Regions from separate parts of the Hordeum vulgare genome. Here region 2 is linked to region 1. Evidence: chromatin contacts called from public Hi-C data. All regions are on one chromosome and are shown on one strand. Each heading gives the region's core, a stretch centred on a gene start, on an enhancer-like site or on the middle of the called end of the contact. The rest is flanking DNA. Distances are from core to core; before and after follow the strand shown. Region 1 holds the start of LOC123407217. Region 2 holds the start of LOC123408609.

The links. Hi-C and Micro-C count contacts between places; a contact is called where the count stands out from the background.
Region 2: a Hi-C map of leaf shows a contact between it and region 1, with 4 times the contacts expected there. The contact joins the promoter of LOC123408609 here to the promoter of LOC123407217 in region 1. A contact is called at or near these places in 3 of 6 Hi-C or Micro-C datasets (leaf and seedling).

Annotation. Positions count from the first base shown.
Region 1 is chr7H:89,205,488-89,212,480 of MorexV3_pseudomolecules_assembly, forward strand. LOC123407217 reads right to left here and starts at 3,906. Exons shown (of 25, transcript XM_045100295.1): 1 at 3,250-3,906; 2 at 3,023-3,147; 3 at 2,843-2,937; 4 at 2,570-2,764; 5 at 2,057-2,144; 6 at 1,074-1,125; 7 at 263-328. The coding sequence starts at 3,710.
Region 2 is chr7H:89,628,506-89,635,242 of MorexV3_pseudomolecules_assembly, forward strand. LOC123408609 reads right to left here and starts at 4,351. Exons shown (of 3, transcript XM_045101674.1): 1 at 3,858-4,351; 2 at 3,209-3,435; 3 at 1-467. The coding sequence starts at 4,164.

The sequences.
Region 1 (6,993 bases), core at 2,656-5,155:
GACGCATAAAATATATATAAGCATAGCAAAGCATTCAACAGAACTTGCAGAAGTTTCCAAATATGCCCACAAACAACATATGATTTCAACTCAACATTTTTGTTGACCATATTGTTGAAATGAGAAACTTCGAAAATTAAATCTACCCATAAAGATAACATCTATCCAAAGGCGTGAAAGGCTAAAGATGCAGACAGACATGAAATAAGGCATGCAGACAAAAGCCTTCTTAACCTATTCGAGAAAAGATTTATCCACCCACCTGCCGCTAACAAAGGTAAAGGCTTCTGCTGATCCCTCTTGAGTTGGTATTTTCCCCAGAATGATCCTGTGATATGAGAGATGATATGCATCATGATAAGTGAAAGAAGCCCAATTAGTAAGATAGTCTGTAGCTATGTTAGATGACAGAGAATGAACACTGCAAACATGTGCTACATGCCCTCCCGGCACCAGGCACCAACCTTGCCAGCATTACTAGTGCAAGTAAGCATGCATGCAGAGAGAACTAACAATACACACAAGAATTCAAATGAACAAACATGCAACTATGCATACACCTGGATCAGCAAGTACCCAGGTGGCCAGTCCTACACACATAAAAGTCCAGCCATTTTTCTGTATGTGCTTGCTCCACATGCATAGGCACACATCTCCCACAACTGCCGCCCGTGCATTAAAATACCCATTGGATGGAAAATTTTGAGTTTGAAGTTCTTTCTGTTACTATTGAATAATTACTGCTAATGCTTATTAACTTTCCAGAAATAAACTCCTTTATGGCGAGACAATCAACAACATGAACGGACTAACAATATGTGAACTTCATGGTGAAACTCATCACATCATATAACACATAGCAGTCATGCCACTGGTCTGTGCATGGATGCATCAATCCATGCATGATGCCATTGTCAGCTAAAAGGCACATGTATTGCTTAGCCTTAAAAGTAGCAAATCAAGTGAGGTACAATACATGAGTCTAATAAGTTAAAAGAAGTTCAATGCAAAGGAAGAAATATTATGATAAAAGTGGCTTAAATCAAAAAGAGAGCAGAACTACCAACAAGTACCTGTGATCTGCTTCAACAAGCACTGACTCTCCAACATACTTCACTCTATCACCTGAAACAGTGATGAGGAAAGTTGGTGATGGCTTCATACAGGGTATGGTACGTATTAAAATAGTCCAGCCTGAATTTCATATTCACCAATAGGTACAATCCTATGAAATTTAAGCAAGTGGTATAGCTGAATTATATTGATCTCATTCTCATAAAATAGCTGGAGCACTGAACTTCTTGTCAATAGTCAATACAAAGAGCTAAGGGCATGTTTGGTTGATATACTAAGGCTGCCACAACACAAGTCAAGCAAGTTTGACTGAGTCAGTCACCTGTTTAGTTTGCTGCCACACTTGTGGCAAGATTCTTTTCATTCAATCTAGGCCCCACATATCATTGAAAACGAAAAATGTGGCAAGATTGCCTCAAGTGTGGCGCCAATTTTGATCACCTAACCTTAGGCATGTATGGCAAGAAAGTGTAGCAATGTTGGCAAACTTAGTCTCTGAACCAAACATGTCCTAAATTTCGGAGGAAAGTTGTTTGCGTAGAGTAGTTGATCATTCAAGTGTTTTGTGGCTAGTGCAGCTTCGGTTCACCTTGACAAAGAATAAGTGAATAACCCTGGAATGCAACTAGCTACTGGCTATATACATTGTTCACGATCTGGCTAACAACCATTTATCTAACGCAGAACGTTGTACACACAGAAAATAGAATGTGATTATTCAAGATGAAGAGATTGAATATTATCAGATGGACATGTACTTAACAAGCAACAGACCTCAGTTAATTCCCATAACATGACATATTAACCTAAGCTTAGCCTGTAATTTCCACAGGCACTAGGTAGGTTCGTTCCACCAGGGGGGGGGGGGGGGGGGGCTACTTACTAAAATAAGACCAATTATCAGTGCCATGATTAACAATGTTATCTAATCTGCAGTCAACATTGGGGAAAACACTCAACAACAAAAAACTTAGTTATGTACCTTTTTGGAGAGGCCTTTTATCTTCTTCAGGCGACTCGGTGGTGGATTCTTCTGCTGCTGAAGAATTTTCTTGCGCACTAACAACCCTCTAAGCCAAAAAGAACTCAAGGTCATGGTCAAAAAAAAAAAGAACTCAAGGTATAAGTTGTAAGCCAGAATGAGAAGCAAACAAAAGAAAGGAGGAAAACGGGTCCAACATTAATTAGCATGTTAATAGAAAAGATGGAAACAAGACCATCGCATGAGACTGACACTATTAGACGCAAAATCGCTAATCAGAAATTTACTACAGCACAGTACTATCAACATTTAGCCTTTTATAATATTTACTATTTTGCAGGAAAAAACTCTTTGTTTGTAGGACTCCCATCCCCGATTTTTAAAATAGGTTGTTAGATATACAAAGTAAAGGTACATCAGTATTCAAATAAAATAAAAGGAGCAAGATGGCAAGCATTATCAAATATCATGTTTTAATACTATATGATTTGGCAGCACAACAGAAATAAACACCTTGGCAAATTCCTCAAGAGTGCGCGGAACTAACTTCTTGAGGTTCTCCACTGATTTGACAACTTCCTCGTCATCACTTTCACCAGACTTAGCTTCATTATAATCTTCATCTTCCCCTTCTGATTCTGAGCCTTCATCTTCTGACTCCGCCTGACCATTCTCCTCCTCACTCTCTGAACAGTCTTCACCATTATCCTACAACAAGGTGAGCCATTAGGTATGCCACAAAACTGGAGTCTTAAGCTTTTAAAATAGGCGAAGATTATAACTTACATATGGAGCTAGAACACTGCTGTCCAGAACCAATAATGGCACGCGTAACTCATGGGCAATCGCTCTTACCACTCTCTCTCGGTAAAGCTCAGTTCCTGCAATAAATGTAAAATCTCATCATCCATGCAAGCAGAATGACACACATTTGGAAGAAACGTTGTCGTCCTTCCTGCACAACACCTGGCAAGCTCTGGAGCAATATCCTCCCACCGGACGACTGCAGCCGAGAACCGTACTCCAAAGTAGCATCCTTGTTCCGCAGGTGTGATGCCACGCACTCGGTCAGCAGCTGCTTCGTGTTCTTACTTGCAACCCAGAAGAGAGACGGTGAAATGCAACCGAGTTAGTCCAGGCTAGGGAGGAAAAACACCAAGCAGCTGGTGTGCGTTGCGCTCCATCGTGCTTACTCGACGTAGTACGGGAAGTTGGTCCACGTGAGGCTGCTCTTCTCCCAAGACACGGCGCGGCGCAGAAATTCGTTGCGGAAGCGCTCCCGTTTGGTGAGGAACGGCGACTCCCGCCTCTTGCAGCCGGTGACGAACCGCTCGCCGCTCAGCCACTCCTGTTGGTCCTTCTCCCCGAGCCGCGCGTGCTCCTGCTGGTTGCTGCTGCTACTGCCGCTGCCGCCGCCGCCGCCGCCACTCCCCGCCGTCGTCTCCGCACTCCCGACACCCTCCTTCGAGCTGTAGAACCGGTAAAGCCGCCCCCTTTCGCTGAACGGCAGGTGCCGCGCGCCCAGCCATCGCGCCCCGTCGGGCGCGCCAAATCTCCCAGCGCCATCGCCAACGGTCGCGGGGGTGACGAGGGGTACGGGACTGCAAGACGGCGGAGGGCGCAGGAGGCGGCGCAGCCGCATGGCGCGATGCATCGCGGGTCGCGTCGGGCGAAGCGACGAGGGATCCGCGAACAGGCTATGTCCCGGATTAGCGCATGCGGCGGCAGGACGGTGGATTCTAGGGTGTGCTGTGAGTGGCGGCGCAATGGCTGATAGGGTTTGTCCTGCTTGCGCTGGCGGCGGCGGCGGCGGCGGCGGCGGCCAGGAGAGAAGGGCCACGGCGGCTGCACGGGACGGCGATTTGCGTGACTTTCTTCGCTGCGGCTTTGGGAGTTTGGGTCGGCGAGTTCCGCTTCGCTGGTGGGCCGTAGCGTGGGTTTGGGTTAGCTGGGCCTATCTAAATTGAGGAAACAACATCGAAACACGTCAAGCTTCTCCCTAAACAGGCTGGCCCAGCCACGCGGGGCCACGTGAATCGTTATTATTATTATTATTATTTTGATGAGGGTTCATGTTTCTGTGTTTTTTCTTTCTTTTCTACTCTTGTTTATACTTCCAAATAACCTAAATAAATATATTAAATAATTACACAAAAACTTTTGGAATTTTAATTAGCATTTAAAAAAATGGTAAATGTTTCATGTTTCTCATGTATACAAAAAAAAATATAATATGTGCGAAAAAGTTGACCATGTATTTTAAAAAATCAAACATTTGAAAAAATATTAAAACAATATTTGAAAAATGTTAATCAAGCATTTAAAAAATATTAAATATGTATATACAAAATATTGACCATGTATTCAGAGAATGTCAAACATGTATTTGAAAAATCTTAAATAAGCATTTGAAAATGTTAAAACATGTATTAAAAAATATTGACCATCTATTCAAATAATTTTAATCTTGTATTTGGAAAATGTTGAAAGTTTGTATAAGAAATGTTGACCATGTATTCAAAAAATGTTAAAATGTGTATAAAGAGAAAAAAAAATCTCATGTATACGAAAAAATGTATTAAAAATATAGAATACCTGTGAAAAAAATTGATCGTGTATTAGAAAAAAACGGTGTTGAATATTAAATCAGTACTTAAAAAACGGTAATCAATCTTTCAAAATTGTTAAATGTATATAGAAAAATTTGACCATGTATTAAAAATATCTTGTATTTCATAGATGCTAATTAAACATTTGCAATTTTAAAATGTTAGCAAAAACAATTGTCCATATATGCAAAAAAGAAATATTTTATTTCAAAAATGTCCATCAACCATTTGAAAAAGGTTTAAAATGTCTATAGAAAGAATATTAGCAAAGTACTAAATATGTTAAATTTTTACATAAAAACAAGTTAAACATGTATTAGAGAAATGTTTTTGACATATATGAAAAAATGTAGAATCAAAACCAAAATAATCAAGGAAATAATAAAAATAATGAAAACCATATATCAAATCGAAGAAAAAGAAACCAAAAAAAAGCAAAGAACAAGTGCAAAAAGAATGGGAAACTGAAAAGGAAACAAAAAAAGGGAAATAAAACCATTGAAAGAAGAATGAAAAGGAAAAAGTTAGAGGAAACTAATAAGTAAAAATAAAACGAGGAAATTGTAAAACGGGAAGAAAAGAGAAAATACATTGAAAACGGAGAAAAACAGAGAAAACCAATGAAAAAACAAAGAAATCTCTAAGAAATATAGAAAACTGAAAAGAAGAAATGAAAGAAAAGAAAACATAAATTAACAAAACTAGACGAGAACCACAGAATGACCCATTTCATGTGTTAGTGCTCTCTCTAGATTTTTGAACGCTGATAACCCACAAGTATAGGGGATCGCGATAGTTTTTACGGATAGTATTTCATCCTAATTTATTAATTCGACGCAAGGGAAGACAAAGAATATTTATTGATCGTGAGAGTTGAGTTGTCAATTCAACCGCACCTGGCATAGCTCTCTGCAACAAGCATTTAGTAGCACACCAAATGGTAGTAGTAACAGTAACAATGATAGCAGCACTTTGATAACATTAGTAACAGTAGCAATTGAGTAGCAGGTATGACACCAGCAGCAACAGTAGCAACCTAGCAAGATTTAGTATATGTAAAGCGTAGACACGTGGATCGGTGATGCATAATGATTTAGATGGCATTTATCATGTAACAGTTACACACTAGGGCGACACATAACTAGCACCAATTCATCAATATAGTGTAGGCATGTATTCCATATATAGTCATACGTGTTTGTGACAAGAACTTGCATGTCATCTTTTGTCCTACTCATACATCTTCAACGTATCTATAATTTTTTATTGTTCAATGCTGATATATTATCATTCTACAATACTTTTGGGTATTTATTTATCATTTTATATTATTTTTTAGCACTAATCTATTGACTCGGTGCCTATTGTCAGTTGTTGTTTTCTGCGTGTTTTTCACTTTTTAGGTTTTCCATACCAAATGAAGTCCAATTGTCCTAAAACTTTTTGGTGATTTTTCTGAACCAAAAGAAGACCAACGAGCATCGTAAGAAGGCTGGAGGCCTCACGAGGGGCCAACAAGCCAATAGGGCGCGACCTGGAGGCGCCCTGATGGCTTGTGCCTCCCTCGTGGCCCTCGTGGACCAAAAGAAGACCAACGAGCATATTTTGTCCTTCTTTGGCTTATAAATTCTCATCTACCCAAAAAAACACCACAGGGAGTCCCGAAACACTTTTTAGGCCGTTGCAAGTCTGTTTTCCGATGGGAGGCCATGTGGAGCTCCGTTCCGACACCCTGTCGGAGTCGGGATCGATCACGGAGAGCCTCTTCATCAACCTTGCTGCCCCCACGATGATGTGTGAGTAGTTCATCATAGACCTACGGGGCCATGGTGAGTACCTAGATGGCAATCTCTCTCTCTCTCTTTGATCTTCAATACAATGATCATCGCATCTTTGCTTTGATCCATATGATGTAATTCCTTTTGTGCGGTGCGTTTGTTGGGATATGATGAATTGCGAGTTTATGTTCAAATTATGCATGATAAATATTTGAGTCTCCTCTCGATACTTACATGATTCTTATGTGCATGATTATGATAGCTTCGTAACTCTCTTCGGTCTATTGAAATAGTTTGGCCAACTAGATCGATATTTCTACGGTGAGAGAGGTGTGTTGCGGTAGGTTCAACCTAGCGAATTTCTATATCCGAGCGACAAAAGGGGACAAGATGCATCTTTGTGTTGCTGCTACTAAGGATAAAATGATGGGGTTTATTCATATCGCTTGAGTTTACTTTGTATACATCATGTCGTTGTTCTCCATGCATTACTTTGTTTTACTTAATACTCTAGATGCATGTTGGATAGCGGTCGATGAGTGGAGTAATA
Region 2 (6,737 bases), core at 3,101-5,600, 420 kb after region 1:
TCAGCAGCATGGTCCTTGTTAATTGGGCGTGCCCTTACAGAAACCTTCAGGTTACTCTCAACTCCAACAGAGACCACTCGGCGTGAGAGTTTGATCTCGCCATCAGCATTCACAGGCAATCCACCATCTTCAAAGTCAAGTAACTTGACTTGCAGGTCGTCACTACTACTGATGCCAGCACTAAATTCACCATGAAAACCATCTGGCCACGACCCGCCAATGACTTTTATATGGACAGTGGCCTCCACCGAGCGATTAATGTGGCGAAATTCAATTTCCAGCGTGCTAAGCCTGCTAGGGAAAACACTTCCAGGACAGCATCCAGTTCTGTACATCAGAACAAGATCGCTTAAATCTGTATCCTCAGCTTCAGTTGTGCCCTTCACTTTCAGTGAAACCTCAATGTACGAAGGATCCACCGACACGGCAATAGCACGGGTAGGACCTGTCAGTGCTAGGTAGCAATCCTGCATGTCGCAGAACAACAAATAACTGAAATTAACTCTGAAGTAGAATACAATTAATCTATTATACTTTTAAAAGCAAAATGGCAAGATGTACTGGAAGTCTGGAACTAGTACATCATAACTTGAATTACTAAATCTGACAGTAGTGAATGCATAAAAAGTTGCTTATGATCTCTACTATTAAAGGGGGATCTCCGTCGTCGTGATGGTTCGACCTCGTACGATCCCCCCTCCTACCGGTAGCCCTTCCATCGATTTTTTCCAACCCTCCATAAACCAGGCGGCTCTTCTATCGATTTTTTTCCAACCCTCCATAAACCAGGCGGCTCTTCTATCGATTTTTTTCCAACCCTCCATAAACCAGGAACCGGTTCAATACCCCCACCTCGCAGAAAAATAGCCAAAGAAACCATCCCCACGACAAACAAACTGCCGGTACCCACCAACACCAAGTACACAAAGCCATGAACAACACACATCTCACGTCTCCATCCTCCCAAACTACTTGCCCCGATCCCGTACTCCCTGTCTCTCTCCAGGGTCTCCGGAGGAAAATCACCGCCGCTCGTCCACCTCCGCCAATGCTACCGTCAAAGCTTCAATGGGCCTCTACTCCGACTACGACTCAGATCGCGAGTATGATGAGGACTCAGATCGCGAGTGACAGACTCGTCATCGAGGGTATCTTCCTCCATCACATGTTGATGGGTGGCCGATCCATGGAGCAGTGGCGATGGCGAGCATGTACTGTCTGATCGAGGACCTCATGGAGGCATAGATCCGGATGGCGCAGAGGGGCGATGCTAACTGGCGGAGATGAATCCATATTCCAGAACCGAATCAGGAGCAGTGCGTCCAGGAGAGCCACGGCAGCGACGTTTTTTGCTTTCCTTTGCACTTTCGCGTCTCACAATGAGGTGTGTATGCTGTCCTCCTCCGCCTCTCCACCTCCAGCACTAACTCCGACCTACCAGATCACATCTATACAACGTCGTCCCCATCATGTGTGTCCGCCGCCGCTGCAGATGGATCTTGGGGTGAGTGGTAGTGGCAGTGTGGCACTGGCTCCTCATGAGTGCTCAACACCTGAGCACCCCTCCATGCTCGCTCAAGGATGGGATTTTCTCCTTCACTCCTGTTGGTATTTGTTTGGGTGCAAAATTTAGGCCACGCTCACTCCCTAGGGATATTGGCTACTTGTACATTTTTTGTGTGCTGCTCTGCTTACTGCCTGAGATTTGCGAATCAAACAAATTTAGTTTAATTCCCAGGTTTACTGTCCATGGATAGTTGCTACTACTTGAAAACATTTAAATTTCTAGCCATGTCTAGGCCATCTTTACATTGTCTGCTTAAGAGCAGGATATTCTGAAAGGACAAATAAGCCTTATTTGTAATCGTTTTTAGTGAAGAATGATAAGGAAATTGTAGTTGTCCGGATCTTGTTAGGTTTGTAAGAAGTTTTAACATGATTTTACTATAATTAAGACAACCTGAGTGCCATTCTTTTAGGGCCACTCCTTGTTCTGAACTGAACAGGGGCCTGAAAAGTGAAAACTGAACTGAATACAACCTGGGTTACATTGTTTATTGACATTCACTGATTTTGATTATCTTAACATGGATTTGTAATCTGAACATAGCGATACACATGTCAAGCTCGATTGTTCGGTTCAATAATTTAGCCAGCAACAATGCGACTAAGCAAGGATTGCTCCTTCCATCTTTTACTTGGTTGGAATATTGGTCTTTAGGAAATTTTGCCAGGAGTGTAGTACATTTGTTCGCAGAGAGTTTAGTTTTTGCGAAAATACATTTGACATGCCGTGGCACCTGTCCATATTAGAACACATTCTACGTTTGTTTTGATATCTTATGTATTGATCTTCAGATCTCCATCAGCCTATTCCTCTGTTTTCTTTATGAGCTAACATGGTACAAATGAAATATGCATCATCATAGAACGCTCAATTTTAAGGTAGCTGCTACATAGCTTAAAAGTTTACATGCTTTGTGACAGGCACTTGGAGGAAAAGTTCAAGTTACAATCTGAGTACTACTCTATTTTCGAGGTACAACATGAAGTTCTTAACAGGATAGCTTGGGTTGAGTTGTATATGGTTTAGTTTAACCTCTTGTTTCATTTGTTTGTGATTAGTGTTGTGTGTAGCTTTGCAAGACACCCTACCTAATTTAGGGACTTTGCTATTATGCATGCTTTTTATTTGCAGGAAACATGGAGGTTGGTTGCTATAGGTACATAGATGTGAACTTTTGTGAAGTTTTAAAACTCATTTGGCCTTCTCTACTGAAAGGATCAAGCTACATGAGAAGGAACTAGGACAATGCTTGGAGACAAAAGCAAACATAAACCCTCTAAAAACAACTGGCTGTTATTGCAATAGAAGTTGTTGTCAAATAGGAGCAGGGAGGAAGACATCATGTTTGTCAATAGATGATCGAAAAAGCTCTATACTTTCTACCTGAACCTTTGTCCACTTCTTTTACAATGGAAAACCGACAGTTTCACAGGAAAAAAAAATACAAGATCAAAACTTAAGAACCACTATGACGCTTATTGTTTTTTTTCGTGGCAACGCACGAGCAATCGACTAGTTGCTTGAATCGCTGAATCTGGCAACGGCAAATGCAGAAAATAAAATGCATGCCAATTAGCAGAAAAAGGTGCACATGATGCAGAGATGTTAGACAAAACAAAGAGAGAAGAATTAAATACAAACATCCTGGGTGATGATTTGGCAGTCAGTCCTTGGACGGTGGAAAATAATATTGCGCTTGTGATCCAAGACATCACGTGCAGCAACGATACCAAACACTTCCAATGGCCAGTCCAAACCCAAACCATCTTTGATTGATGTAACTTTGACTGACATAATCTGCAGAGTGTCCATAGCCTTGGTGGAGCAATCAGAAGCAGGGTATGTGTGACACATGGCAGGGATTGAAGCTGCATAAAGTTGATCACATGTAAATAAAGCAGTTACTAACTAATTGTGATCCATTGATGTATGCTGCAATTAATATCAAATTCGTGAGAGTCACCGCACAACATATAAGGAAGTGTGCATGGATCCTCGTAGCAAATTGTTCGTACATATAAGGATATAGAGGCTGCATAGGTTGATCACATGTAAGTAAAGCAGTTGTATAGGTGGATCACATGTAAGTAAAGCAGTTGGTAAACTAAAGGATATCAGTTTTGATCACATGTAAGTAAAGCCGTTGATTAGATTTGGTGTGTGTGCTGCAGTTGATATCAAATATGTACGAGTGACGCAGAACATAAGGAAGTGTGCATGGATCCTTCTAGTAAGTTGTTCGTACAAGGGAATTAATCAAGAGAAGTGATTGGGCGGGGAGGGAACTTACTGGTTTGCTCGAAGGTAGCACCACAGTCAGTGTAGTATTTGTTCCAGAAAGAGCGGAACTTGGCAGCGAACAATTCTCCCTCGCATTGTGCCCATTCAGACTCATTTGCATCTTCTTTCGCCTCAGCAGCTTCGTCGGCGTTGCTGGCAGATTCTTCAGACATTGACTTGGCAATAATCATGTCCCTTTCTTCAGGCGTCATATTTCTAATCATCGCAGCCCCTTCAGCCATCATCTTTGCTATCCTCGCAGCCGTTACCTTGGCTGGTTTTTGAGGCTTCGCCTTGGGTTTGTCTGTACCCGCCATTGGCTTTGCTCTCTCGGCCTCGACAGCTTCCTCTTGAGCCTCGCGTCGTTCAACAATCTGATTCCTCTGATTTTCCTGAATCTTTCCCAACTCAATCGAAGACTCCCCACTCGGTCGGTCGGTCGGTCGCCGCCGCCGCTCTTCTTTTGTGTACAGCACGGAGAAAAAGGCAACCCTAGAATCGAGGGTTCGTGTCGCTCTTACCAGAAGGAAGTCATATAGGGGTCAGGCAGTGGAGAGAAATCTGATGGGTCGGGCTACTTTCTCGGGCCGGGCCGCTTCCTGGAGTTTGGTAGCCCAGCAGACAATGTGGGTCAGTGCCGGACCTATACCGGAACTCCTACCTGGGAGCTCCTATTTGCCGCGTTTTGCGGCAAACAGACGCGCCATCGCACAGGGTGTGTTCAACTGGGCCGGCTCATTATGATGCCCCGCGAGCGCCTGTGAAAAATCGCAAAAAATGTTAAATGCGTTTCTACGAATCGAAGCCGGGTCGCCGGCACAAGTGCGTTTTGTGCTAGCCGGTGTGGCAAACGAATTCTGACAGCAAATGTACATCGCATGTCTTGAAATAGTAGCAGCAGACGTAACACCATTTGGAAATTCCCGAATAATATTTCAATATTTGACTAATTTTGCGGACTTACAAACAATTTTCTGAAATCGCGAACATAGTTTGAAATTTCTGAAGTTTTTTCATAAACATGAACAATTTTCGAATTTGTGAACAAAAGTTTAAAATGGGAATATTTTTTCAAATTCCGAAATATTTTTCAAATACAAGAACATTTTTTCAAAATTCCAGAACATTTTCTCAAAATTTCGGAACATTTTTTCAAATTTTAGAACATTTATTGAAAATCTGAAACGTTTTTATAGAAATTCCAGAAGATTTTTTCAAATTGCAGAACATTTTTTTCAAATTCCGGAACATTTTTCCAAATTTCTGAACATTCTATCAAATTTCGGAACTTTTTTTACAAAATCCGGATTTTTTTGAAAATCTAGAACATTTTTGCAACAGAAACAGAAGAAAAAAACAAAAATGAATAAAGAAAAAAGAAAATGAAAAAAAAGGAAAGACTGTCTAGAAAATCTTCTAGAAAGTTCCCAAAACCAAAAAAAAATGGCTGGGAAACTTTAAGAGGTTTCCAAAACTGGGATCCCCGCAAATGTAAGAGCAACTCTAGAAGACCCCGCATCCGCCCCCGGCCCGCAAAATAGCCGTCAAAATGCGGGTTGGGACGGACAAACTTGCCCAATCAGACCCCGCATCCCGTCCCGGCCCGCAAAAAATTTTGGGGGGCGCGGCAAATTCCCGACCCCAACCTGGGAAAATGCGGGTTTCCCCCTCGCGGCTGCGGTGCCTTGCATCACAGAGAAGCAGTTGGTGGGAGGGACATTTCAGCCCCCGCTATTTTCCCCTCCTTCCGCCGCCGCCCCGTTCGCCCGCCGCCGGCGATTCCGGCCATATCTGCAGGCGAGCCGCTGCACCGCCCCTCCGGATCCGGCGAGAAGAGCCGCCCCCCGCCGCCCCCGCCGACGACGAGCGCACCCCCTCGTCGCCGCCCGGGATCACCCGCCGCCGGTTAGTCCCTTTTTTGTGATTTTTGCGAGCTGTGCGAGAAGATGGAGTTGACCCCGTGCGAGAAGTTCTTACTATCCAATTTGTCCGATTCGGACGGCTCGGATGTTGAGACCATGCTTGCGAACTTTCGGCAGCAAACATTAGTCATGGCGCTTGTCGTGAAGGAGCATGAAGACGAGAACCGGAGAGGAGGCGAGGATCGACTATCGGGCGTTTGTGCATTCCTCGGAATCGCCATCTTGAGAACGAGATGTTGATGCAAGACTATTTCGCGGAGAATCCTACATATCATCCGCACCTCTTCCGGAGAAGGTACCGAATGCGCTGATCCCTCTTTATGAAAATTGTTCAAGCTTGCGAGGCAAATTGCCGGTATTTTACTCAAAGAAAGAATGTCGCGGGCTTAAAGGGATTTAATGCATATCAAAAAATCTCCGTAGCTATGCGGGTGATTGCATATGGCGTTCCGGCTGACTATGCCGATGCGTATCTTCGCATTGGTGAAGATACCACAATTGAGTGTGTGCGTAGATTTGCGAAAGTGATCATCCGTGTCTTCGGTCCTGAGTATCTTCGGGCACCCAATGAAGATGACACAAAGAAATTGATGGCATCTAATGAGAGGAGAGGTTGGGCTGGATGCTAGGTAGCATTGATTGTATGCATTGGAATTGGAAAATTGCCCAAGCTTGGCAAGGAATGTATTGTGGCAAGTCTCGTGATGCAACAATTGTGCTAGAGGTCGTAGCATCCAAGGATTTATGAATTTGGCATTGCTTTTTTGGTATGCTGGGCACTATCAATGATATCAATGTGTTGCAACGGTCTCATTTGTTTGCTAGACTTGCTAGTGGTGATGCTCCTACTTGCAACTACACTATCAATGGGCATGAATGCATAAAGGGGTACTACCTTGCAGATGGGTATATACCCTCCTTGGTGCACATTTGTCAATAGCTTCAAAGAACCCAAAACAAAAAAACAA